Regions from separate parts of the Oryzias latipes genome. Here region 1 is linked to region 2. A link is a contact called in public Hi-C data. All regions are on one chromosome and are shown on one strand. Each heading gives the region's core, a stretch centred on a gene start, on an enhancer-like site or on the middle of the called end of the contact. The rest is flanking DNA. Distances are from core to core; before and after follow the strand shown.

What was found. Hi-C and Micro-C count contacts between places; a contact is called where the count stands out from the background.
Region 1: a Hi-C map of embryo shows a contact between it and region 2, with 2.6 times the contacts expected there. The contact joins two enhancer-like sites. A contact is called at or near these places in 4 of 5 Hi-C or Micro-C datasets (embryo, fibroblasts and gastrula embryo).

What each region holds. Positions count from the first base shown.
Region 1 is chr19:18,449,975-18,454,932 of ASM223467v1, reverse strand. It overlaps a transcript of thra not described here. Among protein-coding and RNA genes, the nearest start is that of LOC110017230, 98 kb to the left of the region's middle. Within about 2 kb of position 1,957, at least 1 of the 8 cell types and tissues checked has an H3K27ac peak or open chromatin away from gene starts, as enhancers often do. A contact at or near this core is called in embryo, where this site is marked.
Region 2 is chr19:18,276,243-18,281,614 of ASM223467v1, reverse strand. It overlaps a transcript of thra not described here. Among protein-coding and RNA genes, the nearest start is that of LOC111946421, 10 kb to the right of the region's middle. Within about 2 kb of position 3,879, at least 3 of the 8 cell types and tissues checked have an H3K27ac peak or open chromatin away from gene starts, as enhancers often do. A contact at or near this core is called in embryo, where this site is marked.

The sequences.
Region 1 (4,958 bases), core at 708-3,207, 180 kb before region 2:
TGCTCTAACAAAACAACAAAAAAAAATGAAACGTGTAAAAATCCCTTTTTCATTTCCTCATAAGCAAGTAACAACGAAGAAAAACCTTTTAACCGACTTATGGTAAGCCTAGTGTAATGTAATAAAAAAATAAACGCGTTAAATTTTGAACAATTGTTTAACACTTTAAATGTAAACATACTGGTATGCAGTTGGGATGCAACTATTCACTTTCCCCACAATTTGGTTTGCTGATGTAACATACTGTTCGGTTTACGATCCAGAATTGTGCCATCCGTATAAAACATCGAAATGTGCTGAGTCGTTGCACATGTGCGCAACCCAGTCTTTTTGAGAGTTGGTATTATTTTTTCCACAAATGCACCAGTTGAAATGTTAGTTTTGACACACTTGCCCCCAAATACCCCTTCTTTTACACCAAAAGGGATTTTACAGCGAATGCACAAGGTGCTGATTGTCGCTCCCTTTAATAATGCTGTCTTGTTATTCCACGGCCCCCTACTTTTTATCATTCCTCAACTCGAGTTAAACCATCCCCAGTCCAAGGGGTGTCAGGGGTTTGATTGGCGATCGTCAATACAACAGTGACAAGTTGTTGGGCCTGTTGCAGCCGCTTGCCTCTGAATGCCTTCATTGCTGCATGAAAGCAGCAGGAATAATTAAATCTCTCTGTGTAATCAGTGCACTCAAAGGCTTGCCAGGGTTTCCACTCTCTGCTCGGTTTTTCAAAGGGACAAAGGGGGCAGAACGTATTGATTTTAGCTGAATGTATGGATTTCCCCGTCAAGATGGGTAGCTGATGGAAATAAAGAAAATCATTTGGGCTGATATTTTTTTTTCTTTTCAATTATTTTTCAAAGGACTACGCAAACGAGAGGTTTTTATCTCAGCTAACACCAGCCAATGTTGGGGCAGAAGGATACTTAGAGTTCTGGGGTCTATATTTATTGTGTGTCAACACGTGGAGTTAGAGTTAGAAACTTTCCATTGATGTGAACCAAAACAGAGTCAATCCAGGTTACTTGAATGTTATATCAGCTGGTTTTGCCCCAGGTGCCTCTCCATTAATCATTAGCCATCAGTTTAAATGGCAGTGGACTGTCCTTAGGTTGCTGATTAGCCATAGACAAATTTGTCACTCAGGTATGAACATGCTGCGGAAGAATCCCAAGTGGACCAAGTGCTCTCCATCAACAGGGCAGCCACGTGTTTGTCTTTGGTTTTCCTGCAGAACCAATGGTAAATATTGAATTGGGCCTAAATACGCGATCTTAGCTCATGAGTTTGTAATGTGAGGCCACTAGACAGATGAATACAGCCTTATTTGACTTTCTTAACCCTTGGATGCATAACCTACCAATACTTGCACATTTCCACAGGTAGGGTCAGATATGACCCTAAATAGAACCAAAGCGCAAAATACAGCATTTTTCGGAGTTAACGTTATTTTTTTTGCATAGTTTGGCTGAGGGTCTGAATTATGAGATTAAAAACATATAGCAACAGCTTCTAAAAGGCACTGTAGGTGTGTGTATCAGTGTTTGCTACTGACAACAACGTAGAAGAAGAACCACAGACTTGGCAGAATTTTCCCAAGTGACACCAACGATGAAGAATTCAACATATTAAGTGATTTGAAGTGATATAAAGAGCTAAGTTGACTTGTTAGCATGTTCTTCATAGTATAGTTATCTGAATAATTGTTTAAATGTTGCGCTAATATACTAGACTTCTCTAATTTTTCATTAAACTAAATACAGTTAAAAACCCGTGGGGTCACTTTTGGCTCAACTTATGCATCAAAGGGTTGAAGTCCTTAACTGTCTTCCAACATCTATTACTGTGACCCTTATTCCTTCTTGTTTTTTTCTGCCCCCGCCCCCATCATGTCTGCTCTTGCTCCCCTTTGGAGGGGCAGACCTCCAGCGCTCAAATGTGAACAGCATCCTCTTATGTAATCCCTCTGTGTGCAGCTGACGTCAGAATCCGAAGCCGCTTTCACATGATGTCAGAGCTGTCTGTAGAAGCAGAGGGCATGCTGGGTAGGTCGGTGTCTTGGTAGCTATTCCTGTCCTGAGCGGGGTGTAATGGGAAGGCCTGAGATTTGATGGTTGTTTGCGTGTCCTTGACAGAATGTGGAGATGTTATGTTCCTGTTCACTGCGATAACTGTTGTAGCAACCAAACCAGTTATTGTGCCAGAGCAGCGATGTCTTTGACTGTCTAATCAGAGCATGGTGGCTTCATATTGATATTTCTGCATTAATCGTGTCTATTGGACATTATTACTTATTAGATATAAACACTATAGATTAGCAACTGAAATGTATCTGCATCCAGTCACCAGCTCAGAGTGATTGTTGTTTTTACTGTTCACTTCCGACTCCACATGCCTGTTAGTCTCATGTTCAGCGCTGTCTCTGTTCGGCTGACTCGGATGGAGGATGAGCCTGGGGGTCTTTCAGATGTTGCCTGTGATCTATTCAGATGTTGCCTGTGACTTATTAGATCATAGCTTCCATATGGAAGAGGCTGGCATGGCAGTTAAGCCAGAGTGAAAGCAGCCAAGCACAAAATGTCATCTGATAATCCAAAGACTGCTGTGTAACTCAGCTAATTGATGCTGCGGTTTTGTAAAGGAGTGCACATCTGTCGTGGAGGTCAAACAGTTTATTTAAACTGTTTTTCTATCATTTTTCTGGCATTTTTGTTCTTATTTGCTGAATATAACTGAACGTAACCATCAATAAGTAGTGTACATTAGAAACCAAGCAAGGCAGTGAAGCTCCAGATCAGATCTGGGAATTTTTGGTGGAGGAAGATGTGCTTCAATAGAGGGCTCTGAAAGATGAACGCTCCTAAGTTTTGATAAAAAGCTGCAGTAACCAATCGTTCAAGCTTCTGGGATGAGATCCGCTGAAGTTTCGATTATTTTGTTTTGGAGTATTAAAAGATGTGCACTAAGTAACATGGCTGTGATGAGCAACATCCGTCCATCCATCTTCAGAACTTGCTAACTCCCTTTTGGGGTTACATGAGTCAACCCAGCTACTGTTGGACGAAGGCGGGGTACACCCTGAACAGGTCACCAGGGCCACACACAGACAATATACTCACATACACAGTTAGGAGAAATTTAGAGACACCAATTAACCATTGAAGCTTGTTTTTGGACTGTGGGAGGAAACCGAAATGCCCAAAGAAAACCCACACACACACGAGGAGTAGGCTTATTCAACAAATCAACATTTTTTGACAGTGCCATATCAGGTTGTGCAGTACACATCGCAAAAGACTGTAAACTGTGTTATAGTTACCTTAAATGTTTACACACATGCATTGACAGAGATACTGTTATGTTTAAAAAAAACAATTCTCACACTACCTACATTGGTCTTAATTGTTGTCCAGGACTACCAGAAAGGTAGATATTTGGTCTTTGATGAGTTTCCTAGACATGCGAGTTCCTTCGTTTCTATTATTAAGATAGCTTACAGTACAATTCATGTTGACTTTTTATTCAAATGTGGAAAGCAAATGATATTTTAGTAGTTTTTTGTTTTTCCATTTTTTTAATGTATCACAAGACTTATCATGACCGCAATTTGGTTCACTAATATCCCAGATTGCAAGTTTTCCTCATATTGTGTGGCACTAACGAAGAGAACATGCAAACTCCACACACAAAGAGCCCAGTAGGGATTTGATCCAGTCACTGCTGGGCCTTCTCACTGTGAGGTAAGAGGGCTAACCACTGCGTCAGCCCGACGCAGCCCGACTTTAAAATATCAGTGTTGTTATTCTCCACTGTAACACATGTACCACAAAGTTTATACATACCTGAAGGTATTTTATTCTTTAACAAAACATGACACTTTCATAATGTTCATCCTGTATGGCTACATTTTAAAGAAACAAGGATATTTTCCACTTTCTGATGAATATTACAGTCAAAAAGCATTATAAATATGATACTTGCTGTCCAAATTTGGATGAAAAAGCAGAGAAAAGGTATAACTCATAATAATCTTTACAGTAATGCATCTTGAGAGTGATTTTGCCTGTTTAGAAATTAATTTTGGATCTATATTCCACTAATAATATCAATTGAGAGTTATTATTGGTGGCTGGCAAATTAATAATATTCTCCAAAATCGGAGAAGGGGTCGAGACCTCAGGTTTGATGCAGTTGCTGTTTCGTTTCTTCAGAGGCTCTGCTGCTGATAACCATGCTGTCATGGTGAACGTGACAAGAGATTATCAGCTGGTCTTCATGCAGACCTGCTGTCTGTACGACATGGCATCCATTTAAACTCAGATACGTTTGCATGACTGCAGAAAACATCCAGGCTAAGTTCATGTGCCCCCCGCCCTTTTTTGAAAAATTCATTGCTTCTTCCTTTCTTCTCATAGGAAGCAGCGTTTTTTTTTCTTCTGATGGTGGTTTTGTTCAGTTGTTTCTGTTGAGCAGTGGTTTCCATGCAGATTGTTACTGGAAGCCCCCACTTATCTTTTCTACCTCTTTGTGCCATTGAGCTGTAGCTGCTCCAAACTGCGCTTTGCGTCGGCTTATGCCTCTGCTACCGGGAATTGGAGAAAACAATCATTTGTAAATCTGCCTTATGGGCCAGAAGAACAGCAAGAGGGCTTTACACAGCCTCCGTTCCCTCTTGTTAGTGCCAGCCAGTTTGGCTGCACCGAGATCACTTACAAATGGCTGCTCATCAATGGAAATATTTGGCACCCAGACCTGGGAGCGTTCTAATTATGAAGACAAGTCTGTTTGACCTTAGCTGCTGGACTGCTTCTGTTGGACGCCGATGGACAGGTGGTGGTTACCACCAGGGTCTCACAGCTAAGAGGTCCTGGATCAAAATCTGGCCGCGGCCCCTGTGTCTGGAGTTCCTTACTACTTGCTGCACATGCACACAGTTGTTTATGTTCCAGCAGCACCACATT
Region 2 (5,372 bases), core at 2,630-5,129:
TCATTTTTTTGTAAGCGGACCGGCTCCGTGATGCGCGGCGCACACACTCGCACACTCACACATGAATGAGCAGATTTGCCTCGTCATTGCCAGTGCTGCCCGTGCCAGCAGCTTGTCGTCTGATGAATGACAATGAAGCCACCTCTCTCTGAGAGACTGCTGCATTGAAGGAAGCATAACAGAAAGTGATAGAACGATGGAGCTGCACTGCGCCGTCACATCCGGGGGGTGGGAGTAAATCTTCCACCTTCTGTCTCCACAGAAGTTTTGTGCAGCAACCCACCAGCAAGACAGCAGAGCTCATGTTGCACACATCCGTCTCTCTTTGTTCGAGACACATTTACACAAATACACACAACTTCACCTCAGAGTAACGAAACGCCTCGTTTTACTGTATGCACTGCGCCGCAGTGTTGATTTTTGCAGCCCGCACCTGCAGGGTTTCTCCAAGTTTGGTCTGCACAGACTGAGCTCAGCGTGGCCCCTCCAGGCTTCCATACGCACCTGCCTTTTTGTTTTTGGTGTTTTGTTTTGTTTTTTGTTTTTTACCATGGGCATGACTGAGAGCAGGCAAATGCAAAGAAGGCTACCATTTACCTCAAAACGGACACACCCCAAGGCTGGGGCAGCAATACTGCCCCTGTGGTGTCAGGCACTACCTCACGTCTGTGGACACGGGACAGCTGCCCACAGCTTACACACGGACACACCAATGGAGGTGGCACAGATGTGCGAATTTTCTTTCATAACACTCAGATGAAACCCTCAGAGCTGTCTTGGTTCATCAGAGCAGTGGTGTTTCATCTGAACTTGGTCCAGATGAAACACCACTGAGGGGCCCCCTGCAAGCTCTTACTGACTCCAGGGAATCGAACTCATGTCTTTTGTTATAAGGGACCAAGTGTCATTTTTTAAATTTTTTTTTTATTTTAATTTCTGTGAAAACAGAATGCAACCCAGACGAAAGGGTAACGAGAGGACCCATAACAGGGTGTCGACCTCTATGACGGCTACAGCGGTTTTTCAACGCTTATCATCAGAACAGGAATATCCAACACATGCCGGTCAAACAGCCTTCGGGATATTAAAACCAGATAATCCAAGCCCACTTTGTTCCTTCCGATTCTAGGGCCAAGTGTGACCAAACGCTCCGCCATAGGAGTACAGCGAAGTGGCAGAGGAGCATGTGGCCCAGATCTGGCAGAAATGCAAAACAGAAGGAGGGAGAAACCGGAACACCAACTTTCTTGCACAACAGCCCTTCAAACCTCCCCCTACCCAAGGGACCCATCCCCATCTCTACCCCAGCCCTTCAAATTGCCCTCTCTGGAGCCCAGCTCATACCGGATTAACCACAGAACCCACTCAGCCAGGCTGGTGGGAGTTTTTGCACTAATGCAGCAGTCCTCCCTGATGGCCCTCCCCTCCCTCATCAAAGTCTGATCGATACTCATTAGTTGGCCCAAGTGGTCCCAAACGGGCTCTGTGTAACAGAGGCTAACAGCTGCCACAGGCACACTGGTTCTGTCCAACATCCACAGCCCACAAATGGAGGGTGGTCCCAGCATCCCAGGAGTCAGTCCCCATTTCAAATCAAAAACCCTGTCTGGCTCTGACCCCAAACCCCATCCAGGTCTCCCCTTATAAGACGTTCTTTAAAGCCCCCCTGAAGCAGAACCAACCATTGAATGTCAAGTAAAGTGAGAATGTGACAATACAGGAGAATCAGGAAGAGTCACTGCAACGATGTGGCCAACGCCCCCCCCCCTACCTCCAAGAGGAAGGAGAGAAGTTTTGGAAACTCCTCTGAAGCTCCCGCACAGCCTCACAGGAACCCCTGCTCCCATGATGCCCCCCACCCCACCCCACATGTGAGGGTCAGACAGAGATCCCACATTCCAGAGATGCAGGCTTGAAGCGCGTCTTTGTTTAAATGTAAAGAAGAAAAGAGTTGTTGAGCTGGCTGGGCCTGTGTGTGGGACAGAGGGGAGATTTTAATGCTGCTTTACCTGCAGAGGGAAAAAATATGATCCCTAAATCAAAATTAGAAGATAGGACTTCAAAAAAAGACTCCTAAAAAAGTGATCAGAGACCTGTGTTTTGTTTTGTTTTTCATTTTTGTCATTGTTTTCTTTCATTTCTGTTTGTATTTTGAGGCTTTAACTGCTCTGTCTAAATGAGAGAAGAATTGGCTGTAGTCACTTTTGACGATGTGTGCAGTGTAACGTAGAGAGCTTCTTTTTCACATCTATTGTTTGTGTCCGTACGCCAACTGATGTGTCTGTCTGTCCAGTTGTCCGTCCCTTTTTATCCGGAGGAACTTACAACCAACATAATAGAAATTTCTTTAATATGTAATATTCTTTTTTTTTTATGAAACAGTTTTGGAGAAAAAAAAAACTGTATATAGAATCCAACCTAAAAAAGAAAAACCGAACTTTCATACCTCACATAACTCAAAGGAACTTGGGAGGAGAGTTTTTGCAGGCACATGTGAAAGTCCCGAGCGGCATATGGAGAGAAAAAAAGATTAAACGCGTCTGTAGGAGCTCCTAAAGGACTCTTTCCTCCAGCTCTGGGGCCCGGTTATTGTTTCAGACGGAAGAACATGCCAGAAGGTGAAACCTTAAAGGCACGGAGCTGAAACGGCCAGAAAACGAGGGACTCTGCAGAGTGTTTTAATGGAACTGAATGTAGCTGACAGATTGATGGGGTGGGGACAGACCCCGCAACCGCACCTCCACACACCAGCAGAACAGATCACGGTGTCAGGCAACATTACAAACAAAAGAAAAACACAAACTGAAAACATTTGTGTTGCCCATCTGCAAGGTGCAGTGCAGCTTTGTGCGTTTTCTGTGTTCAGCTTTCATCCACTTTCCCGCCGCCTGTTCGGTGTAAAAAGTCTGTCATCCCACTCTCATTTAAATGGTGGGGGGGGGGGGAACTGCAGGAATTGTGTAATGCTTGTCACATTTCCACGTGCGCTCCCTCTCACCTGTGCATGCAGATATTCTAAAGTGCCCCGTGACATTCATCATGAACCTGTGCCTCCTTGTTTGCTAAGAGATAACATCCTACCCCCCCCCCCCCCCCCCACCATGATCCTGCCACCACACCTGTGCGCTGTGTGGTGTTTGTGTGTTCACCTGTGGAGCCAGAATCAGCTCATCCAAAGGATTGATGGGGGTGTTGGCAGGAATGGAGGGTGAAGAGATGGGGGGGGGGGGGGGTCATTGATGCAAGCACCCACATCACCAAAGTTCAGAATGAATCTGTCCCATTTGTCCAAAGTCTCCTTAAAGTCACCCCCCCCCCTCCCTAAAAAAACCCTGCAGAATTCAGAAAATACCCCGAAAAATTCTGTTTGCTGTTCTAAGTTCTGACGACACGCTTCAAAGATGCCCCCCAAGAGTGAAGCCCCCTCTCTACACCAGACTGGTCTGTGCTCAGATGAGTCCTTCAACAGTCTGCCGGGGTTTTGAAAGGCTGGTTTTGTGGGGCTCCAAAGCCCGACCCCTCACAAAACTGGGTTTGAATGTTGACAGTTTGGACCAGAGTGGAATCTGTCTATAACGTCCTGCAATTCTGTTGTTGTGTTCGAGCCCCCCACCCCCATGCCAAATGTAGTAACTAAGACATGCAGGTAGCAAGATGTCTATGCAATCCCCCCCAAGCCCCCCGAGAAGGTGGTCTCAGCGTAACAACAAAGAGCCCGTCTCGATGACGAAATCTAATTTGGCCATGCTTGAATTCCCGAGGCTCTGAGCATGACCCAAAAACCCGGATCGCTGGCCTTGAGCTCGGCCCGTAAATCCCCCAAGCCCCCCTGGGGTCCCAGAGACGAGGAAGGGGGGAGTGGGAATGCTATGGAGAACAAGGATTCCACGGGATGTGATGTTTTTTTGTAAACTGCTCTGAGAGCAGAGTGTGCGCGCGCGTCTGTGTGTGTGTGTGTGAGGCGCTTGGAAGGGGTTTGTTGTAGTCCAGGGCTCTCATAGTTCGGTCGCTTTAGGGCCTCAGAACCCACATTTGTGAAATTCCTGTCTCAAATCTTCATGTCCTGGGAGCAAGACAAGAGGTTAGACATCTAAATGTGAAACCTTTGACTTGTGAGGACGGTTTTTATCGGATTTATATTTAAAGAAATGAAACAGAAAAGTTAAAACCTCCTGAGATGAACCTGCTGACCCTCCATTTTTGCTAAAGCACTTAACTCAAAGCACTTTGAAAGGCTGGACCCCCCCCTTAAAGTGGAGGAATCTTTAGTTCTAATTGTTACTAGATGAAGAAAAAGTTAGTTTGTAACCAAATGCTTTTTGCACCATTTTAATGTTTATTTAAATTAGTTTAAGCCCCAAAAATTCCAGAAGCTTTAGCCTTTAGGCAAATCATTCAACAAAAAAAGAATACATTCTTTTACTTTTGACAAAGTGCAATAGGTCAAAGAGTAATTCGATCTGTTTCGTACATTTAGGGAACTGTTGCATCCTTTCATGAGAGCCTCCTGTCCAAGCGCACACACGTGCAGACACACACACACACACACACACAAATGACTATTTGAGAGTGGGTGAAAGAAGCTATTGAAGGATTCTCTCAGGTAAAAAGGAAAAAACATTTTCTAATAAATGATGATAAACCTTAGAAGAAAAGCCATTGTTCCTTTTGTTTTTTGCTTCTTCTTCTCCTCAATTATCAATTTTCTTGTGCATTTTCTCCAGTGTAGCGCTGAAACAAAAAGAATTGATGTCTGTGTTAATACAAATTGGAGTTGACCTTCACACAGAAATCCTCAGCGGGTCCTTGCTTTATTAAGCCGAAATGAAAAGAATAGTGTTTGGAGTCTTCTTCATGCTGCATGCAGTGGAAGTGGTGGATGGGAAACAGCTGCAGTGGTAGAAATGACCGGATGTCAGACGTTCTGTCAAAGCCCGCGTGGTCCAGTGACACTGCTCCTGGACTCTAAGGCCAAACTAAAACCAGTTTTGTCAGGTTTCATTTCTGGAGAGACAGAATTCAAGTCATTCAAATGTTTGCTTACACAAAGTTTCTGTGTAGGAGGAAATATGATGTTGCGCTTCAAAAAATCTTCTTTACACGGCCAAATGTTTGTTTAAATTAACATTAAAACCTCCCAACTAAGTTTAGAGGGAAAAGTGAAGTAAATGTCCCAAAATAATCCTGTTTACTCAGTCAGGTGAAGACTTCCTGTTAGTTTCAACCAAGCCCCTTGTTCAGATCTACAACCCTCCACGCCACATGTGGGACGACCAGAACCTGAAGCTAATGAAAGGCAGATGGTCGTGATGTGTAACACAAACGCTTAAAGACCCACTCCGATGAAATTTGTGTTTTTAACATGTTCTTGT